Regions from separate parts of the Sus scrofa genome. Here region 1 is linked to region 2. A link is a contact called in public Hi-C data. All regions are on one chromosome and are shown on one strand. The core of a region is the stretch at or near the end of the contact, and the rest is flanking DNA. Distances in the headings are between cores, read along the strand shown.

Evidence for each region. A called contact is a pair of places that touch in the nucleus more often than the background predicts.
Region 1: a Hi-C map of liver shows a contact between it and region 2, with 4 times the contacts expected there. The contact joins the enhancer-like site here to the promoter of CBX7 in region 2. A contact is called at or near these places in 7 of 47 Hi-C or Micro-C datasets (blood, embryonic fibroblasts, fetal heart ventricle and 4 more) and 1 of 2 datasets of contacts at active chromatin or transcription factors (alveolar macrophages).

Annotation. Positions count from the first base shown.
Region 1 is chr5:9,143,172-9,148,659 of Sscrofa11.1, reverse strand. It overlaps LOC110260644 (a long non-coding RNA gene), which reads right to left. Exons shown (of 3, transcript XR_002343893.1): 2 at 148-229. Among named protein-coding and RNA genes, the nearest start is that of APOBEC3B, 30 kb to the right of the region's middle. Within about 2 kb of position 2,784, at least 45 of the 83 cell types and tissues checked have an H3K27ac peak or open chromatin away from gene starts, as enhancers often do. A contact at or near this core is called in alveolar macrophages, embryonic fibroblasts and liver, where this site is marked.
Region 2 is chr5:9,068,475-9,074,252 of Sscrofa11.1, reverse strand. It overlaps CBX7 (chromobox protein homolog 7), which reads right to left and starts at 3,941. Exons shown (of 6, transcript XM_013997510.2): 1 at 3,650-3,941; 2 at 1,012-1,055. The coding sequence starts at 3,718.

The sequences.
Region 1 (5,488 bases), core at 1,535-4,034, 76 kb before region 2:
TTTCAAGTATTTTTCATTGAACTTACACTCACAATTTTCGTTTATGGCTACATGTGTAAAATCATCACCCAGGAATGTGTTCATCCTAGAATATGCAGCTTCTTAGTTTAAAGTTACATTGGAGAACTATTTATCCATTATGCTTACCGTGTTCTTCTGAGAGCTTATGCTGCCATCATTGCTCTGCATTTCGAAGAACCTCTTTCGAGTCATTGATCCATTTTGTGACCTGGAGATAAAAGGCAACTCAACAGTAACCACAGACACTCAAAAATAGCAAACATAAACAATAACTTGCAATCTAGAAGCCCTCTGCTAGTCTGATTCTCATTCCTTTCGAGGCAGTATATCTCTTCTAACTGGCAGCTTCAAGGTTTTATTTTTATTCCTGATGTTCTGAAGCTATGCAATGGTGTGTGTGCACAGAGAGTGAGGGTGATGAGGGGGTGGTGGTGGAAGCAGATGGGTGAGAGCAGGCAAGTCCTTGAAAAAAAAAGTATCAGAATTGTGAGACCATTAACACTTTCTCTTAAGTCTCTTTCCCTCCTTTCTCACCTTTCCCTAGAAGCTCTTTGCTTGAGGTGGCTGGTAGGTAAGGTGTGTAAGATAAAGTATGCCTGGCAGACAGGTGCATACTCTGTGCCTATGCCGACTCATACCTCTGCTCAGCTTGGACACTGATGCCAACTTCTGCCAGGCTGTGCCTTCTGTTCTCTTATGGGGACCTAGAAATAATTTCAAATGTAGTCTCTTCCAAATTATCATGCCTCTTTCCCTCTCCTAGGCTTATTTCTTGGCTGGGGCCTTCACAAAGAAGTAAACTATGTTATTAGAGAAATGCAAGTTGAAACTACAGTGAGGTACCACCTCATACTGATCAGAATGGCCGTCACTAAAAAGTCTACAATGGAGTTCCTGTTGGGGCTCAGCGGTTAATGCATCTAACAGGCATCCATGGGGATGTAGGTTCGATCCCTGGACTTGCTCAGTGGGTTAAGGATCTGGCATTGTCGTGAGCTGTGGTATAGGTCACAGATGCAGCTTGGGTCCTGCGTTGCTGTGGCTGTGGCGTAGGCTGGAAGCTATAGCTCCACTTCCACCCCTAGGCTGGGAACTTCCATATGCTGCAGGTGCAGCCCTAAAAAAAAAAAAGAAAAAAATAAATAAATAATGCTATTTGCAGCAACACAGATGGACCTAAAGATTCTCATACTAAATGAAGTCAGAAAGACAAATATCATATATCAGTTATATACAGAATCCAAATATGACACAAATATGTTTTCTATGAAACAGAAGCAGACATAGAGAACAGACTTGTGGTTGCCAAGGGGGAGGGAGACGGGGGAAGCGATGGATTGGGAGTCTGGGATTAGCAGATGCAAACTGTTCATAGGGTGGATAAACAAGGTCTTACTCTATAGCACAGAGAACTATATTCAATGTCCTGTGATAAATCATAATGGAAAAGAACATGAGTAGTTCCCTGGCGGCTTAGTGGGTTAAGGATCCAGTATTGTTGCTGCTGCGGTGCAGACTGGATGCCTGGCCTGGGAACCTCTGCATGCTGCAGGCGCGGACAGAAAAAAAGATCTATTAAAAAAAAGAGAGAATATGAAAAAGAACGTATATATGTATAACTGAATCACCTTGCTGTACCGTAGAAATGAACAGAACATTGTACATCAACTACACATCACCAAAATAAACAACAAAATAAATTGATGTAAATCAACTACACAACAACAAAATAAATTTAAAAAAGAAGTGAGCTGGAGTTCCTGTCATGGCGCAGTGGAAACAAATTCGACTAGGAGCCATGGTGTTATGGGTTCGATCCCTGGCCTCACTATGAGCTGTGGTGCTGTCGCAGATGTGGCTCAGATCTGAGGTTGCTGTGGCTGTGGTGTAGGCCGGCACCGGTAGCTCTGACTGGACTCCTGGCCTGGGAACCTCCTCCATATGCCACAAGTGTGGCCCTAAAAAGACAAAAAAAAAGAAGTTAGCTAAGCACAGTGACACTGATAATGTGATGGCCATTAAGGGCTACTTTAGAATATTCCTATTATGTTTTGGCTAGTGGTGAGGTTTCACCTTGGAAGCTAGGTGTGAGCATGTGATTTGCTTTGGCCAATGACATGTGAGCATAAGCGACAAGTTACTTCCAGGCAAGAAGCTTTAAGAGCCAAAGAGAGTGGTGTGCAGGTTGCTGTGTGATCAGGTGGAGACTCCGTGGCATCAGCCTCCATCCAGAAGGCTGGTGAGGATAACGGAATAGAGGGTCTCCTACCCCCTACCATGTACATAAGCAAGGAAAAGACTTCATTAATTTAGCCACTGACATTTTAAGGATTGTTCCTGAAGCACAACTAGCCTCTTCTGACCCAAACAGCTGGATGTACATATAAATAAAGAACATGGATCCCTTTGCCAGATTCGCTTACCCTGAAGGGCGCCCCGCAGAAGCCCGTGAGGGTGCCTGCCCCCTACCCCCGACCCCTGAGGCCGGCTTTTTTACAGAGGACACTCGGTATTTTCAAGCTTTCATTATTCTAGTCGCCATTCTTTCATCTTCTGTTTGCCCATCACACACCCCAAATCAGGAATATTCTCAGTGCACCACTTTACTGGTATGGATTTCCAACAAACAAAACTAATCCCGAGAGCATTTACAAAGCTGAAGCTAAGGTTGGGCCTAAAGTCTCCCGTGGTAATTAAGGATCTATGCAATATTCAGAGATTTCCGGCGCGCGGCGCTGCTGCGCAATCGGCCGGGTCCCTGGCGGTGTTTGGCTCCAGCCCCGCTCTACCCGGGTGGCGGTGGGGGCGTCGAGGGGCGCGGGGAGGCCAGGGGGATGGGAGACCCGCTGCGGTCCTGGCTCACTCCAGAGCCGCGGAAGGCCGTCTCGGCCCTCGCACCCGCCGCAGACCCCCCAGCCGCCCTCGGCGCTCGCTGCGCGCGCCCCCGGCTCACCATCGCCCTCCTCGGGCGGCAGCCGGAGCCCAGAGTGCCGGGGACCTGCCCCCGGCATCCAAGCCGGAGACCGCGCTGCTGGCGGAAGGATGGAGCCGCAGCAAGAGCCAGGCTGGGCTGTCGTAAGGCAGGTTCACGAAGAGGCGGGCATCAAAGGAAAATTAAGGACCCGGCTGGGCAGATTTGGCCGCACCAAGACTCCAACCTCCAATCCATTCTTACCCTTTAAGAATAGGATGCTGCTAAAAATCGAGCGCTGTCACACTACGGGGAAACCGGGGCCATGGTTTTGAAAACACAATTTTGTGCCATAATTGCTGCTCAGGACCTATGTTTATGTTCTTACCATAACTGAAATATTAGAAGCTCGGGGAGATTCTGTGAATATGGCAAGAAGGCAAGGATACCACGTGAAAGATGCAGTCACAGTTCTCATAAATCTGAAAAGCTAGAGCCGGGTTGTTTTCGAGAGCAATGAAAATGCCCCTCCCCTTCCTTACAGCCCCCTTGTTTGTGACTCTGCGCGCAGACCTCTGGGTTACACCGAGTAAGAGCACTAAGGACCTGACACCGTGAACACACTCAGCCTAGAGAAGCGGTTTTGTTATCCTTGGCAAACATCCGAACGACCCTTGCAAACTGAATTTGCCAGGAAGGGTTTTCCAAAAATTTGCATGTCTCCCGGATGCTTTGAAATCCTCTTTGAAAAATAATGTAAAATGTCGTAATAAGCTAAAGCCGTGTGGATCTAAAAAAAAAATGTCTAGGTACCTTCACCATGCTCCCCTCCACCTTGTGTTTTTTGGTTGTCATTTTCTTCGCAGCATTCAGTTGGGGGGGTGGGGGTGGGGCTCCATTTGACATCAACCTGTGTGATTTGTTTTCTAGTGGTGGCTTCTCCAAGTGGGTACAGTTCTCCCTGTTTCCTCTTTCCCAACATTAACATATTCAACAACTCTGAGCAGGGAACTGGTGAAAAACCCTTGCTCTTGGGCCTGAAGAAATTTTACATCTATTCCAAAACTTGTTTGGTAGGATCACCATCTTAATTTATAGATTTTAGACTTGGACAGGCGTGGTATTGTCCAGCATTAATTTTGACAAATGCTTTCACTTTTCATTCTCAAACATTGTAACTGGTAAAGAGTGAGTAAAAAGGAGAAAATAAATAGGAGTAAAATATTATGCTCTAAAAAATCATATTTAAAAAATATAATTGTTGGGAGTTGCCGTCGTGGCGCAGTGGTTAACGAATCCGACTAAGAACCATGAGGTTGCGGGTTCGATCCCTGGCCTTGCTCAGTGAGTTAAGGATCTGGTGTGACGTTGCCATGATCTGTGGTGTAGGTTGCAGACGCCGCTCGGATCCTGCGTTGCTCTGGCCCTGGTGTAGGCTGGCAGCTACAGCTCCGATTAGACCCCTAGCCTGGGAACCTCCATATGCCGCAGGAGCAGCCCAAGAAATAGCAAAAAGACAAAAAAAAAAAAAAATATATATATATATATATAAATATAATTGTTGCTGAAAATTGAGCACTGTTACACTTAAGGAAAATTGGTGCCACTGGTTTGGAAATGAGACCTTGTGCCGTGAAAGAACAGAGCCACTCCAACCAAGAAAAAACAAATGAGGAGCCTTTACTACTGGCCAGAGCCACACGCTGCCTAAAAGTGGCTGGAGTGTGAAGCCCTGAACAATGAAATGGCCCGTGTTTATAAAGGCAAACTTACATGCAGGTTGGGAGGGGTGCGCATGCACAAGCAGGGATGCAGAAGCGAGGCGGCAGTTGAATTACTTTAAACCTTATCCAGTCACGGTGTTTAGGTTAATAGCAATGATTTAGGGTAAGGACTGTATTCTCTGACTTCAAGCAGGCAGCTTATGCCAGCGCCAAAGAGGTGATTAGACGAGTCACCTTGCAGCAACTGCAGTTCTCCTGATCAGCTAACTTTGTCCTCTGAGGAAGGAGCTGCGGCCGGGGCTTAGGTGCCGGGTGGATTGCATGACACCGGGGCGCTGTGGAATGTGAACCAGGCCCAGACCTGTGGCCTTCATTCTCCACCCACGCCTCCGAGGGAGATGTGAACAAGGCCCAGGCTTCTGTCCTTCGACCTTATGCCATAAATGTAGCTGAACTAAATGTAAACTTTAGTTCACAAATTAATGCTGTTGAAGGAATGAGTAAAGCAGAAAATAACTTTTAACCACAGACATAGGTTCATTCTACACATTTTTACGGCTGTATAGTTGATTCACAATATTGTGTTAATTTCTGCTTACAGCAAAGTGCTCAATTATACATATATATGTGTGTGTGTGTGTGCGCAGAACTTTTTAAAACTGTTCTTTTCCATTAAGGTTTATCATAGAACACTGACTACAGTTCTCTGTGCTGTCCAGTAGGTCGGTGCTGTCTATCCCCCGTGTGTCTAACAGCTTCCATCTGCTCACCCCAACCTCCCACTCCATCCCTCCCCCAGCCCCCTCTCCCTTGGCAACCACAAGTTTGTTCC
Region 2 (5,778 bases), core at 2,692-5,191:
GGAGAGCAGGGCCTGGACTACTGAGCCCATTTTGCAGAGAGGGAAGCTGAGGCAACATGGGATGTCTTCCCCTCGGCTGTCTCTCACCATCATGTGTCCCAGACACTCCCAGGATCCAAATACCAGGTCAGCCCCAGTACCAGCCGAGCAGAAAGCCCCTGGCACAGACAGCAGAAGCTCTGGGCAGAGGGGGATTCCAGGAGTCAGTCTCTAGGAGGTAGGGCAGGGGGGTGGGGCACCCACAGACCAATAGGGAGGCCCCACGACCATCTCATTCCCTCCCCACCCCCAACAACTCCCTGCTGGGAGGTGATTGGTTGGTAAGAAGATCCCTGATTGGGCCTCAGCAGGAGAGGTGGAGCGACTGGGAGAGGTCCTAGACCAGCTCCCTGCGCCCCCAGTTGGGAGATGGAGGAGCCCCTGAAGAGATGCTCAGAAAGAGAGAGGCCCAGTTCAAGTCCCAACTCTGCCTCCACTTGCTGTGTGACCTAAGGCAAGCTGCTTACCTTCTCTGAGCCTGTTCACAGCTGCCTCACAAGGCTGTATGGGAACCTGCTCTGTAGACTGGAGAGTGCTGTCAAAAGGCAGGCTCTGTCCCTAGCTCTGTGGCACTGAGGACTGATGCCCCACTGGCTAGACTTGTCTTGCCCAACCCCACAAACCCGCGCTCCGCACTGTACTTGCTGCAGCTTGCAGGCGCCTGCATCTTGCAGAGGCAGCCATCTCTGAAGCCAGGATTCTGAGCCTTCACCTCCTAGGTGCCAGGAAAAGCCAGCAGCAGGGGAGCAGAGGCACCAACCAGAAGAGGCGGAGCACAGGGCTAAGTGGAGCCCACTTTTACCCTTACGTGCTCCAAGCCCCCCAGCTGGCAGCAGGGAAACTTGATGATTCAGTCGTGTCCACTGGCCCATTACTAGAGCAGCTGGAGTGAAAAGCTAGGCAGGAAAAGGGGTAAGAGGTGGATGGAAGGACGCACAGGCGGGCAGACAGACACACACAAAGGAACCTTACTTTGGGGGCCATCCTTTCCACTTCACCAGATATTCGACTTTACCCTGGGAAGAAAGAGAAGCAGACACATGAGATTCACGGATGCCCCACAACCACTCGCAGGACAGCAAGGCCCCTCACCTCTGCAGGTAGATGTCCCCAACACACACACACACACACACACACACACACACACACACACACACACACAGAGTCAGGGACCCCTCAACCAGATCCCCATCAACCACAGACCCTCAAACTTTGAGTGCTGTGTGACCACCAGACTATCCTCCCTGCTAGAGCACAGGGATACCCTGGGTCCCAGAGACCTCCTGGGCTTCTGGGGCAGAAGCTTGGAGCTCACATCACATGTGGGGAAACTGAGACCACGTGGGGATGTGCACAGCCAAAGATCCAGTGTCCAGCGCCCCCATGCTGAGTCCATAATTCTCTTTCCTTTTTTTTTTTTTGTTTAGTTTTGGCCATGCCATAAGCAGATCCTTAACCCTATGGGCCATGAAGGAACTCCAATTCTCTTTCCTTTTTAGATCAGAAGACTCTCCAATTCCTAGAAAACTCCTCCCTGGGGTGCCCCACATGGCTCTAGCCCCGTCAGCCCCATCCCAATGAGAGGCTGCCTCTGACCCAGAGGTGACAGTCCAGTGCTCCAAGATGCTCAATTCACTCTCAACTCTAGAGACTCAGGCAAAACCCCCAGAGAAGGCTGAAAAAGTCCTTGAGAAAGAGTGATCACCTCTCCAGAGATGAAAATAGAGCCAGGCTTCTCCCATTCTCATAGATGACAGGGGCCTTTAAAAGTCTGACCCCACGAGTTCCCGTCGTGGCGCAGTGGTTAACGAATCCGACTAGGAACCATGAGGTTGCAGGTTTAATCCCTGCCCTTGCTCAGTGGGTTAACGATCCGGCGTTGCCGTGAGCTGTGGTGTAGGCTGCAGACGCGGCTCGGATCCCGCGTTGCTGTGGCTCTGGCGTAGGCTGGCGGCTACAGCTCTGATTAGACCCCTAGCCCGGGAACCTCCATATGCCGCGGAAGCAGCCCAAGAAATGGCAAAAAGAAAAAAAAGTCTGACCCCAACCGATGGGTGACGGCCCCTCCACCACGGAATGTTAGGTCCAAGACAGGTCACCTCCTAATACCATAATACCTTCCCTCTCACCGTACAGTTCTCTTTCTGTGTGGCACACAGCCGGGTTGGACAGCATCTATATTTATTTCCTCTTTCATTGTGTGTCTTGTCTGCCAGATTGCCAGCTCCTCCAGGGAAGGAGCGCTCTCCTCGGGGCTTAGAATGGTGCCTGGTACACAACAGATCCTCAATGAATATATTTTGAATGAATGGCTTAAAGCATGAGGCTCCTCACTCTATGGCATTACCCCCAGGGGCCGTGGAGAAGTAAGCAGGTAATTGCCGTACCTGCTCTGGCCTCACTGCGTGGAAAGCACTGAGCTTTGTGGAACAGATTAAAATTGAGGAAACTCTGGAGGAAGGGAGAAGGAGAGGCAGCCCGGACTTGAAGACAGAACTCCGCCTCGTTGCAGTTGGGGCAAGAATAGAATGTCACGGCCCACCTTGACTGCCACTCTTAGCCCAAGATGCCAGGACTGGATTTTTTCTCTCCAAAGATGAGTTGGCAATCAGCCAATTGGAGCTCCTGGCTCTACTTTTATCTCTAACTTGCTGTGTGACCTTGACCAGGCTACTTCCCCAGCCCGGGCCTCAGTCTGTGCCTTGGTCAAATACAAGGAGATGAACTCTTTAAGACCTCTTCCTATCCTGCCGCTAGAATTTCCCAAGGGGCTGCGGAGAGGAGATAAGGCAAAAGGATGGTGGTGCGTGCTGGGGACAGGAACTTTCCTCAAACACTTCGTCCCCAGCCTCCAGTCTGGGGCCGGATCACTTTGCAAACGTGTGCACGGCCAAAGTCCAGCCCTGAGGCACAGGGACCAAACCCAGCGGAAGAGATGCCTCCTTAAATTGCAGGGTGTATGTTTTGGAGGCGAAGGCGAAGGGGGAGGAGCTTCGTGGATGCCCCAGCGCTGTAGGCAGCTTCTCGGAGCCCGGCTGGCCTGGCCGGGCGGGGCTGCGAGTTGGGGAGGGGAAGACGGGGGCGTGCACTGGCAGAGGGGAGAGACTCGGAGGTGAGGGTGTGGAAGGAATCGGAAAAGGTCGAAGTCCAGCAGTTAGACTTCAGAGACTAAGAGACGGCTTTTTCCAAAGCTCCGCCTCCAACTTCAAAGGACTTGGCACCAAGAGTCCAGAGTCCTGAGTTCGAGACCCCGATCTGCGTCGAACACACTAGGCAAGCCGTTTCTTCATTTGGGCCTCAGTTTCCCTATATTTAGAATGAGGGGAGGATGAGAAAGGATGACATTCAGGATCCCTACGGTCTGATCCTAATTTCTAGCTCTGGCGAGCTTATCTGCCCCCAGCATCCTGGGGTGACAACTTTTATACTACTAGCCCTACAAGGTAGCGGGGGAAACTGAGGCACGGGTTGGGGATGGGAGCCCGGCAGTGCGGAGCTGCCTGGGCACCCCTGCCCCACTTTCGCCGTCGCCTCCAGCTTGAAGGTGACAGTGCTGAGGACAAGAGGGGACCCCACAGGGGTCCTGGGAGCCGCCCCCGGGCAGCCTCACCTTCCGCACGCGCTTCTTCCGGATGCTCTCTACGGCGAACACCTGCTCGCCGATGGCTGACAGCTCCATGTGGGGCGGCGGGCGAGCGGGCCCGGGGCCTGGCCGGGCCGGGCCGGGGGCGGAGCTGCGGGGCCGCGTCTGCGGCGCGCGATGCTCGGGCCAGCGGGGACCCCGTCACCCTCGCCCGGGCGCGCACGCGCACGCGCACGCGCGCACACCCCCTCGCGCTCCCTCACGCCGCCGACGTTCCATTTTTGAACCTGCGCAACGTTTTCCTCGGCGCGCGCGAGCGAGCGAGCGAGCGCGCGGGGCGGGGGCGGGGGCGGGGCGGGGGCTCGGCTCGCGCTGGGCAGGTCACGCCCCTCCCTCCCTCCCTCCTTCCTGGCTCCGCCCCGCCCCGCCCCCACTGGAGCTCCGCCCCGCCCGACCTGCGGGCTCCGCGCCGCTCGCTGGAGCTGCGGGCTCGCGGGACTTATTTGGTGCAGTCGCTGCTCGGCTCCGAGCTCTTACTACCCGGACGCATTTCCTAAAATCCTCCCGGTGACTCTGAGGGGCCGGAAACGGCATGGCCCGGGTTGGGCAGATGAGGACACCGGCAGAGCGGGGAGACCATGTGCCCCACCTCGCACAAACGACAGGCGGGGTCGCGAAACGGACCCTTGGGGGGCAGGAGGGCGGGGACGGCCAAGGTTTCCCAATGCGTTGGGGCTTCTCCGCACGGTGGTCTTTCTAGATACCGGCTCCTGAGCGGCGTGATTTGGCCAGTCCTGAGCGGGCGCCCGCTTGTCCATTCTTCTGTCGGTCAGCGGGTCTGCCGGTGCTTGTGCTGAGGCTTCGGGATCCCACGCGGCGGCTACTTCGAGGCAATACTTGGCGACGGGTGCAGCCGCGACAGATCTAAGGTGCACAGTGGGACGGAATTTGGTGCCACGCAGCCACGAGTCCCCAGTCACATGCTTTTGGCTTTTGGCACATAAGTAGGTGTTCGACTGTTTCTGGAATGAATGCATCGGGAGGTCCCGAACGAACCGTTTATCCTCACCTCCCCTCTGTTTCCGCTACGGCGCCACCGTTCATCCTAGCTCGGAACCCTAGTCATCCTTGCCTCTCTGATTCCCAACTCCTGCTGCAATGACCCCAAGTCCCGCCTCTCTGATCTCCTCCCCTCCACACCCCATGTCCGTTCTCTGGGCAACCTTCTCACTGCCCACCCCTCCGAGCCGCCCGTGTCCACACAGTGCCAGAGGGTGCTTTCTGAAGTGCAGATCTGACGGAGTGCTCCGAGTGCTTAGAAACCTTCCGTGGCCCCCCTGTTGCCCTCTGTCTGGAAAAAACGCCTCTGTCTGGAAACAAAGAAATAGGTTTACACTGACTTTTTATCAGGAGCAGCGGAAGCCAGTGGGAAGGTGGTAGAATGATATATTCAGAGCCCTGACAGAAAATAAGCATCATCGTCGAAATTCAGTGAAATTTTATTTCAAAATTTAAGCACCCAGTGAAAACATCTTTCTAGAACAAAGTGTAATCATAACATTCATAGATACGAAAACCAAGACCTTGCCACCAGGAGACCCTCCCTAAAGGAAATTCCAACGGAGGAACTTCAGGCAGGAGGAAGATGATCACAGACAAAAGTCTGCTGCAATAGGGAATAAAGAACAATAAGGAACATGGATAGTATGTCATGATAACAATGTCTTCTGGATAAAAATAGAATCAAAATACACAAAACAATGACATATAACTTGGCTGAATGGATTAAAGTGTTCCAAGATCGTTTCATTCTTCAGGAGAAAAATGAAAATGGATCTCAGATAGACTTGGATGAGATAAGATTGAGTTCGATAAATAGATATTAAATGGACTTGGACACCTAGCAAAGTGTCCTTACCAGGGCAAACACAAAGAATGGAAATGCCGTGTAAAATATTTAGCCAAATTACTAGAGGAGGGAAACAGAATGAGAAAATCCTAAAGCAAGCAAGAGTGGAGAGACAAACACAAGACAGATGAGACAAATAAATGACAGATATAAAGTCAAGTGTGTTATAATTCAATAAGTGCAAGTGGACAGAATGTTGTGGTTAAAATACAAAGATAATCAGACTGGATAAAACTACTACATGCAA